Regions from separate parts of the Callithrix jacchus genome. Here region 2 is linked to region 1. A link is a contact called in public Hi-C data. All regions are on one chromosome and are shown on one strand. The core of a region is the stretch at or near the end of the contact, and the rest is flanking DNA. Distances in the headings are between cores, read along the strand shown. Region 1 holds the start of NPAS4 (neuronal PAS domain protein 4). Region 2 holds the start of RBM4B (RNA binding motif protein 4B).

Evidence for each region. A called contact is a pair of places that touch in the nucleus more often than the background predicts.
Region 2: a contact with region 1 is called in a Hi-C map of induced pluripotent stem cells, with 3 times the contacts expected there. The contact joins the promoter of RBM4B here to the promoter of NPAS4 in region 1. A contact is called at or near these places in 3 of 3 Hi-C or Micro-C datasets (induced pluripotent stem cells and skeletal muscle).

What each region holds. Positions count from the first base shown.
Region 1 is chr10:123,495,501-123,500,881 of calJac240_pri, reverse strand. It overlaps NPAS4 (neuronal PAS domain protein 4), which reads right to left and starts at 3,360. Exons shown (of 7, transcript XM_078341467.1): 1 at 3,039-3,360; 2 at 2,132-2,283; 3 at 1,850-1,952; 4 at 1,469-1,730; 5 at 699-834; 6 at 1-577. The coding sequence starts at 1,640.
Region 2 is chr10:123,756,069-123,761,449 of calJac240_pri, reverse strand. It overlaps RBM4B (RNA binding motif protein 4B), which reads left to right and starts at 2,767. Exons shown (of 5, transcript XR_013523516.1): 1 at 2,767-2,885; 2 at 3,553-3,976. All of the region lies in intron 1 of RBM4 (RNA binding motif protein 4), which reads right to left.

The sequences.
Region 1 (5,381 bases), core at 2,111-4,610:
GGTAGAGGTGCAGGGAGTCAACTGGTCTTCGTAGCTTCTGGCTGAGGTTTCAGTCAGCTGGCCTTGCAGTGGGCTAGTTAGTGGATCTGGGAAGGTTGCACTGCTGGGTGTCAACTGATCAGAGAAGGTCGCAGTGCTTGGAGTCAGCTGTTCTTGAAGAGTGCTGGATGGGGCGGGCAAGTGGGTCTGGAAGGGCTCATGGAGGCTGAAGAGGAAGGCACAGCCTCCTGGCTGGTGGGGCGTGTAGGGTGGAGTGCATACGAGATCCTTGCTCAGTTCTGCTTGGAGAGAAGGCTCAGGCCCAGAAGGGAATGCCAAGTAACTGAAGTCCAGTTCTTTGGAGGGTCGGGGAAGCTCTTCTGATGCGGAGACAACACTCAGTTCAGGAGCACTGGGGAAGCTAGTGCTTCTGGGAGCCCCCAAGGCTGCGGTGAAGAGTGGGTTAGTGCTGGAGCACTGTTCCTGGGAGAGAATGTTCTCAGGGAATGAGGGCAGCATGGTCGGAGTGCCCAGGACATAAGCTGCCTGGTTGTCTTCAGAGTTCAACTGCTGGCGGAGACTCCAGGCTTCCATGTCACTGGAGAGGAGAGAAGAGGCAGCTGGTAAGGGTCTCATGTCCATTTCCAGAGTAGTTCCCTGATTTGTGTTTCCTCCATGCCGACCTCAGCTGCCTGCTAAACCCCTGGCTTGTGGCTTACCTGATTGGGTAGTTATTGGCAGTAATGGGGCCCTCTGGACCTTCTGAGTATAGCAGGCAGTAAATCCATGCCCAGCCTCCAGTCTTGGCCTGTAGTCTCACCACCATCTCTGCCTGAATATCTCCACTCTCAGCCACTGGGGAGAAAGAAGATGCAGAGTTAGGATGCCCACCAGGCAACTCTACCTACTCCCCACCTTTGCTCACTTCTCCACTGAATTAAGAAGGCATGACATCCTCTCCTCTGACTACCCTCACCTGCACCACTCAGCTCTCTACCTTGACCTCACCACTCAGAGTCCCCCAGTTCTGCTTCGATTATTGCCTTGAATCCTCACCCTCATGTTCACCCTATAGCATCCAAAACTGTTGGCTTCTGTTATCTCCCCAGCATCACTCTTGACTACAGCTCATTCTTTGTCTGGTCTCCCATGCCTTTCTCAGCTTGTTCTCTTGTCCCCAGCCTCTCTGGACACTCACACAGGCGGTAGTGTTGAGCAGAAGCGTGGGCCAGGTCCTCGGGGTGCAGCAGTCCATACCATGATTTACAAAGCAGTTCACTGCGCTCAAAGCCCAGGTAGATTAGGACACTGGGAAGGTGGAAAGGGTGAGGTCAGCTTTCTGTTTTCCTTGCTTGATACCCATGCATCTCACTCCCTCCCAGATCCTCTGCCCCCCTAAACCCCATCCTCCCTGCCCCTGACTCCAGAATCTAGGGTCCCCTCATCTCTGGCCTGCCTTTGTCTTGGAATCTGAACACTCCAGGCTTACCTCTCAGAGATGTCCAGTAGGGCCAGGTCTTTAGCATGACGGCTCTGGAACATGGCCAGGAAGAGTGAGGCAGGACCAGGGCCAGGGCCAGGGCGGGGTCTCGGCTCCAGTGGGGCACAGAAAGCTGTGAACACGGGGTTTCCTGCCCAGTAGGCCCCAGGTGGGTGAGCATGGAATCGGCCTCGAATAAGCACTAGTTTGTTGCCTGCACTCTGGCGCCTGAGGGACTTGGAGGTGTTGAAGCGGCAGCGGAAGAGGCGATCTAGATGGGTGAAGAAAAAAACCGATAAGAGGGTGAGTGGCTGAGCTAGACAGTGGATGCAGGGGAGAAGGGAAGCAAGTGGGAAAACTGGACCGAGGAGGGAAGAAGGGAGTCCTTACCAGTGTCCAGGGCAGAGGGCAGAGTGAGTTGCTGGCGCACAGTGAGGTGGTCAGCTGGGTCAATGATGTCGTAGATGCTGTCACCCTGGGCAACTAGGTCCACCTGGAGAAAGGAAAAGAAGAGATGACCATTAGTGAGAACAGCGGGAGCCAATCTTTGATCTATGGTATCTTGCAGGGTATAACCTCTTCCTCCATAGTAATTCCCAGTTCCTCAGGAGTGGAAGGCTCATGGTGCCCCCTTCATGCCCAGCCTCAGCTGAAATGACCCTCAGCACTCACCATGGAGTGGCCCAGATGCTCGCTCACACTCTCAGACAGGTAGAGCAACTTCCCCTCGGCTGTGAACACAAGCAGAAAGCCAGGTAGTGCCGCTACGATGTCCTCAAGCTCCTGAGCTGAGAGAAGCCCCGTGGGGCCTGCCAGAGGAGTGCCTGTAGGGCGAGAAGACATGGTGAGTCAGGAGTAAGACTGGGAGGCAAAGCAGAAGTGAGGAAGGCATGGCCTGAGTTTCAGAGAATCCAGAGGAATTTCTTATGGACCTGCCTCTGCAAACACCTGTTGACCCGCTGCCCGCAGCTCTTGGCCAGGGAACCTGTTGCTGTATCTCCATAGCCCGCAAGCCCTCGACTTCTAAACGGGGTCGGCGCCTCCTCGGCTCTAAATTTCTGAACCGTGGACAGAGCTCCCAAGGGGCTCTGAATCTCAGAACCGCGGACAGAGTTCCAAAGCGGACTGTGGGTTCAGAACCGTGGACAGCTCCCTGCTCGGCCGAAGCGGCCGTCAGCACCACAGGCAGCACCCCACGAAGGCGACAGGAAATCCCTTTCAGCACCGCGGACAGGGCTACGCTTCCCTAGACTCAGGCCGCTCCATCCCTGCAACTTCCCGGGCTTCCCTCCCCAGCTCCCCGAGCGCCTCTGCACCGGCGGGCCCCGAGGCCGCTCTGTCCTGTCTCTTCTCCGCTCCTCTAAGGCCCCCGGTGTTAGAGATACCTTCCAGGCTCTCTAACTCTCATTCAGAACTAAGGTGAGGTTTGGAGGGAGCTCAGGAGGAAAAATAGACAGTCCCGAATCTCCCCAGCTCGCCAGCACGCTGCCCTAGACATGCAGCAGCCCCAGCGGGTTCCCCAGATCCAGGGTCTCCGGCTCCCGGCAGCTCGGATCTCCGGTAGTCCCAGCATGCTCACCTCCAGAGAAGAAGACGCCCTTGCGAGTGTAGATGCAGGCGAGGCTCATGATGTGCAGGTAGGACAGCCGGACCTTGTCCGCTTCGGCCAGCGGCAGCAGCTCCTTGAGGTTCCGGATCTCGGCGTTGATCTGGTCCCGGCGCGCCTTGGAGGCGCCCTTGGTGGAGCGGTACATGACCGGCGGCTGCGGAGCTTCCTGCTCGGGTGCCCGAGCACCTGCGCTCCGGTCCCGACGCACCGGCGGCTTCCTCCTCCGTGCTTCCCCGTCTCTCGCTCAGGCTCGCTTTCTGCTCTCCTGGGCTCCGCTCGGCTGCGCTGCCCCCCTCGCCTGCCTCACGCCTCCTTATATAGCTCCTGCCAGGCGTGGGGGGCTCGTTTTAGAGCTGGGGGGCGGGAGAGCGGGAGGCTGGGCTAAGCGAGCTGCAGCGGGAGCCGCTGACTGGGGAGGGGGGCTCCTCCTCCCGCCCGGCTTCCGACGTCATCCCATGACGTAGAATGAGAGCGGGAGGGGGGCGAGCGAGGGGGGAGCAGGAGGCTGCAGAGGGGGCCGAGCCTGGCGGGAGCTGAGCGGAGAGGCAGGCGCCGCGTTAGGAAAGCTTGAATGGGGTGTGGGGACCCAGGCGTCCGAACGCTTTCAGTTGAGGGAAGCGACAGGGCCAGGGTTAGGGCGGCCTGAAGCCCCCGGCAGGAGTCTGCAGAGGGCAGAGAGGGGCCGGCACTGACACTAATTTTTCTGAGGAGTTGAGGGAATAGGGAGGAACAGGGCTGTCTACAAATCCCCCTCGTTACTTGCCAGACAAGGTCACGTTCACATGCAGGGAAGGAGGACTTTCCTTGGCCTCCGTGGGACAGGTCACAGCTGGGGTTCCTCTCTGGGGACTACTCAACCTGGGATTCCCTTGGCCATTTTCAGAAAAACAAATCCCCTCCCCCTCTCCTCAAACCGGGCTTTGGCGGTTTATCAGGGGTGTTCATGGGGGTCTAAGTCCCTAGGATGGGTGGAAAGGGGGTCCGGTGGGAAGGGACCAGCTGAGTTTGGCGCTGATCCTGTTTTCTCACAGCCACGTATAGAAAGCAACACCAGCGCTAGGCTGCAGTGATTCTTGGTTTCCCTGTCAGCTAATTAACCTTAGCTGCTGAAGGGGGAAACTGAGGCAGGGACGCAGGGGACAGCGAGGACCTGGATCTGCACTTAGGCATCCCTTCCCCCCTCCCCCACCCCGTTACTGGCCCCCAGGCGAGCGCTTCCCCCCGCCCTGCTGCCAGCCTCGGTCTCCCCGCGGGCCGGGGGCGGGGGCGGGGCCGGGGGAATCCCAGCTCCATATTAGGACAGGAATCCTCCGGCGGCTGCCGCGGCTGCGGCGGCGGCGGGCGGGGCCTGACTGCCTCCGCACAGCTCCGGAGGGCTCCCCGCCCTGCCTAGGCGGGCAAGATGGGGGAGCAGCCGAGAAGCGAGGGGCCGCGCCGGACCCTCCGTGACCCCTGCAGCTACCGGGGACCCTGTAACTTCGCCAGGCTCCCTCTACCTCTCTCCACATCTGTGGCGCTAGGGTTGCTGGCTCTGCCTCTCCACCTTCAACTCTCCATCTCTCACCTTCGTTTCTTTTTCTCCTAGCGTGCTTGGTGGTGGGCTCAGCTTAGTGCCCCGGCCCCTGAAGATTCCCCTTTCTTTCTTCTCCGTATCCTGTCACTTTTGCCCTATCCGATACTCCCCCTTCTTTCTCTTTTCACCACAGACGATTGCTTTCTACAGGGGCGAGGAGATGCTGTTCTTACCTGGGGATTCAATAATGCAAGAAGCAAGTGGGCTAGCGAATGTTCTTATCTGAAATCTCATCTGATGGAGTAGCTGTGTGTGCATGGAATCACTTAAGGGGCTGGAAATCAGGCCACTTAAAAATTGGGGTTGTGGGACTGGGAAGTCCCAGTCACACAGGAAGCCTGGAGATGAACCCTGACATCCAAAAGGACAGTTTGAGACCAGGGAATTCCCCACTCCTCGTGGAAAGGGGTGGTAGCACGAGAGGTAGAGTGGGAGGAGAGGCAGTCGAGGAGACATATGTCTTAGAAGAGGGGTACAAAGCTATGGAGACCCTATCCTGGTATCTCATGCATTTGGCAGAGGTTGGGGCCATCCTGCGGTAAGCATCACAACTGAAGTGGAGGGAATGGTGTCCATGTGTCTGTCTGCCACTGTCTGTAATACTATTGACCCGGATGACAGAGAGATGGTTCCTTCTGGACATGGGTGTGTGTTGCTTCTTTCATTTCGATCTGACCTCTGATGTGCCCATCCATGCCTCTCTCAAGCTTCTATTTGAACAACCCCTTGATCTTTGGGTC
Region 2 (5,381 bases), core at 1,518-4,017, 260 kb before region 1:
CCAGGCAGCATCGTGAGACCTCGTCTCTACCAAAAACAAAAAAATTAGCTGGGCATATAATCCTAGCTACTTGGGAGGCTGAGGGCTGTGGGCTTCAGCATCCTGAAGCAGGAGGATCATTTGGACCCAGGAGCTGAAGGCTGCAGTAAGCTGATTGTGCCACTGCACTCCAGCCTGCATGACAGTGCAAGACCTTTTCTAAAAAAAAGGTCAGGTGTGGTGGCTCACGCCTGTAAGCAATCCCAGCACCACTTTGGGAGGCTGAGACGGGTGGATCACGAGGTCAAGAGATCGAGACCATCCTGGTCAACATGGTGAAACCCCGTCTCTACTAACAATACAAAAAATTAGATGGGCATGGTGGTGCGTGCCTGTAGTCCCAGCTACTCAGGAGGCTGAGGCAGGAGAATTGCCTGAACCCAGGAGGCAGAGGTTGCAGTGAGCCGAGATCACACCATTGCACTCCAGCCTGGGTAACAAGAGCGAACTCTGTCTCAAAAAAAAAAAAAAAAGTATAATATATGATTGTACACCACGGAGTACTGCGTTACTCACTAGTTAGCTATCATGAAGCAACACAGCCCTTAGTAAAAAAACAGTAAGGCACAATGAGCTGTACAACTCAAAAAACACTATTTACATAATTTATGCAAATGTACCACGTTTAAGTCGAGATTAGAAGAAATCAACTGTAAAAAGACATTTGTAACAATCCAGGAGAATTCTGAGCATGAACATTAGATGATATTAACATAGGATAGTGCTATTTTAAATTAGAAGCACATAAGCCAGGTGCAGTGGCTCACACCTGTAATCCCAGCATTTTGTGAGGCTAAAGTGGAAACATCTTGAGCCCAGAAGTTTGAGACCAGTCTGGCAACATAATGAGACACCCCCAAAAAATCTCTACAAAAATTTTTTAAAAATTAGCTGGATGTGGTGGCCCATGCCTGTGGTCCCAGCTGCTCCAGAGGCTGCGGTGAAAGGATTACTTGTGCCCAGGAAGTCGAGGCTACAGTGAGCCATAATGGTGTTACTGCACTCCAACCTGGGTGACAAAGTGACACACTGACTCAAAAATAATAGTTAAGGGCCAGGCACAGTGGCTTACACCTGTAATCCCAGCAGTGTGAGATGCCAAGGTAGGTGGATCACTTGAGGTCAGGAGTTCAACACCAGCCTGGCCAACATGGTGGAACCCCGTCTCTACTAAAAATACAAAAATTAGCCAGATGTGGTGGTGCATGCCTGTAGTCCCAGCTACTTGGGAGGCTGAGTCAGGAAAATGGTTTGAACCTGGGAAGCGCCCATTACCGTAAACTGAGATCTCCCCACTGCCCTCCAGCCTGGGTGACACAGCAAGACTCTGTCTTTTAAAAAATAAAAATAAAATTGGAAGGACAGTGCCTTTTCTGAAATGGCTGAGAAACAAAAAACTCAGGGAAAGAACATATTCAAGTAGCTGGGGTGGAAGCAGGCAGCCTGGGGAATGTGTGCCTGATAATATCAGAGAAACCGTTATGGAGCCACTACAATGGGGAATGGTGACTGACAATCTCTCTGGCAGGCTCTACTAGGAGATAAACCCAATTCATCAATCTCCATAAACTGCTATGCTTTGTTGGAGGGTGACAGTGGGGAATCCGCCTGACTTTTTATTTTTTTGATACCGAGTCTCGCTCTGTGACGCAGGCTGGTGTGCAGTGGCACGATCTCGGCTCACTGCAACTTCCGCCTCCCAGGTTCCAACGATTCTCCTGCCTCAGACTCCCAAGTAGCTGAGATTACAGGCGCGCGCCACCACGCCCAACTAATTTTTGTATTTTTAGTAGCGACGCGGGGGCGGGGGGTGGGTCACCATACTGGCCAAGCTGGTCTTGAACTCCTGACCTCGTGATCCGCCCGCCTCCGCCTCCCAAAGCGCTGGGGTTACAGTCGCGGACCACTGCACCCGGCCGGTCTAAACTTCTTTTTACCGCCAGGAGGTGCCCTTGGACCACAGGTGAATTTTGAATGCTCGAGTATGTCGGGAAACTCACAGTTACATACATTTCCAGCTTGGCGTGGACGAGGAGACCCTGTCCCACCCCAAAACTGGGACCTCACTGGGCCTCTCCACCAAATATTCCTCTATTGTGCTCACCACAGGCCAGGACTGTGACGGACACACAATGAGAGAGAGAACCAGCCCACGGATACTCATGAGCAAACAAAACATGGCTAAGCGTAGCCTGGGTAGCAATGCCAGGTTATCTTTCTGTCCCTTGGTTCTCAGTTTCCGTACCTAAATAACACGTCTGCAATAAAAACTTTAATGTTTAAAGCTCTACAAAACAATGACTAGTTTTGCTTAAAATGTGGCGCGCCTGTTGTTTCTGAAATGTTGCCCCAAGCTGCACAAAGGCCGGAAAGCCCGTTACGAAAGCCCCTTTTTAGGGCACTCGGAGAGATTACCCTTTGTCATCAGCACCCCGCCCCCTCACAGAGCCCAATAACGCGACCCATTGTGATGGCGAGTGACTCCCTAGGGCCTCCACTTCTCTAGGCAGTGGTGGCGTCCAGAGCTCTTCTGACGGCAGGAGTGGCGACCACTTCCAGGGTAGTGATTGGCTGGCTGGGGCTGAGGGCGGGCTGACCTCCACGGAGCCGCAACGCCTCCAGCGGGCCCCGCCCCCGTGCTGCGTGGTCATTTGTATTCAGCTTCAGGATTGGCCACTTGGGTCCCGCGAGGTGAAGCGGAAGGAAGCAGTGCGCACTTGCGCGTGCGTGAGCTGGCGCGCGAGAAAGGGCCCGGTAGCGTCGAGGCTCGAGCGGCCGTCGCCATTTTATAGGGTTAGCTTTGACGCGGGAGCCGCCGCCGCCGCCGCCGCCGCCGCCACCCGGAGGTGCGAGAGGTTCTTGTGTGTGCGATGTGGAGAGCCTGGGGACGGGCTGGGCCAGACCTCCGGGAGACAGTATGGTCCGGATTTGGGTTTCACGTTTTGCTGCGGGAAGTCCTGGACGACAACGGGAGGAGGCGGGGCCGGGTCTCCGGAAGGAGGCGGGGCAGGGGTCGGGTCGAGTCTTTGTTGGGGCGAAGGAGCTGGAGGTTGGGCCGCTGGGGGGCGGGTAGTTAGTCCCGGTTTGGGGGAAAGGGGACTTCTTTCTTTTTAGGGTATCTTGAAAGGTGCTAGCGCACGTAGGAGAGGTACGAAGATTTCCCTCCAAAACCTTATTAGCAGGCTCACTGCGATAACTGTTCCTTGCTTTTGCTTGGGCGTTTCTCTTTCCTCATTTTAAGACATGGAACAGCTAATTCTGGTATTTACGCTCCATTTCACGGAGATGATAGACTGCCCTGTGCACGCTGACCCTTGACCGGCTGTTTGCATGTCACACATAGCGCGCACTCCTCAAGAACAAACCGCCCTTCCTCTATTGAGGAAGAATAGCGAATGTCTATGTGAGGGTCTTGAAGGTGCCGGAACTTTGGAGGATTAGACGAAAATGCTGCACTGCACCGAAATTTCCCACCACACCCCTGATTTTTGAAATCTTGTTTTTCTCTCCCAGGCTCTTGTCAGGATGGTGAAGCTGTTCATCGGAAACCTGCCCCGGGAGGCCACAGAGCAGGAGATCCGCTCTCTTTTCGAGCAGTATGGGAAGGTGCTGGAATGTGACATCATTAAGAATTACGGCTTTGTGCACATAGAAGACAAGACAGCAGCCGAGGATGCCATACGCAACCTGCACCATTACAAGCTTCATGGGGTGAACATCAACGTGGAAGCCAGCAAGAATAAGAGCAAAGCTTCAACCAAGTTACACGTGGGTAACATCAGCCCCACTTGTACCAACCAAGAGCTTCGAGCCAAGTTTGAGGAGTATGGTCCGGTCATCGAATGTGACATCGTGAAAGATTATGCCTTCGTACACATGGAGCGGGCAGAGGATGCAGTGGAGGCCATCAGGGGCCTTGACAACACAGAGTTTCAAGGTGAATTGCTCTGGGGCCTGGGTAGTAGAGCCGTGTGGGTATAGCTTGAGACAGGCAAGAACACAAGACTATGGGAGTGTCAGGGTGGTTTCTTCCATTATGTTTTAGCTGGAAATAACAGATGATGTTTACCTCTGTTCAGCATAATTTACTCCTGGGGAAGCAAACGCTTCGCGATTTTAGGTTTGCTAAGACATAGGAACACAAATTGTAGGTTACTTTATCCTGCGGGATTCTTGCATTCATTTGAGTGCTGTTGGAAGTGTAATCTGCCTGGGGAGGTAGTACCTTATGAGAGAAGGAAAGATCAAGGTCCATGGGTTACCTGCTTCTTTGGTTATGATCAGGAGGCCTTATATTTGAGGGTTTAAATGCTTAAGATTTATGTTCTTTACTGCCTTAGGCGATGAATACTTGTGGGAAAGAAGTAAAAAGGTATCTAGAAGAAACCCTATATCATAAATCTGGGTGGCGAGTCTGATCGGATCTGAGAGGTATCTTTGGTTGCTCAAATTTGTGCCGTCTATTCAAGCAGAGTCAAAAAACATGCCATGGAGTGTTCTGCTCCACCTACTATTACTTAACCCTAAGAAAAACAAGGAAATTTCCAAATACATCACACTGAATGAGAATGATGGTCCCACTTGTGAAGAAATTCCAGTAAAACATCCTATAGCATATCATATTATTTATTCCGATAATAAAGGTATGTACATTGTCACTAATACCGCAAGAGGTTTGTCAGAAGTCTCTAGAACCGTGCTAGTAACCACATGTGGCTTAGTAAATCGAAATTAATTGAGATTAAATAAAATTTAAAATGCAGTTTTTCAGGTGTATACCAGACTCGTTTTAAGCACTCAGTGAAGCCTGCGGCTACCATATTGGTAAAGACAGAACGTTTCCATAATCATAGAACATTCTTTTGGATAGCATTGTTCCACAAGTGTTTTGTTAACAGTATCGTCTTGGACCTCACGTTCATAGCGAGTTTTGTGCTTCCTAAGTCAACACCTTTTCTGCCCTGGGTGTCTTTAAAGGGGTTGTTAAGTACTTTTGGGTCCTCTGTTAAACCTAGAAAACAGAATGAGAAAATAAATAATGGAAGAAGAGGAAAAGTTGACCAGCAAAGGGTAAGAAAGTCTGCATAGTGGAGATTGGTAGAGGAGCTTGCGAGTTAATGAACCCTACTGTACCTCCCTCACAGGACTGTAATGAGGCTAGAATGAAAGAATAGATGTGAAAGTGTTTTGACAGTAAAAGCACTATATGACAACAGGTGAGTGCTGTTCTGGTTAAAAATGTATTGAAAGTATGATAGTGACGCTTTCCTTATTTATTTGCTTTTCTTAACATGTTTTTATTATTTTGGAATGTTGCTGCACTTCAGCTTTTAAAACTATTC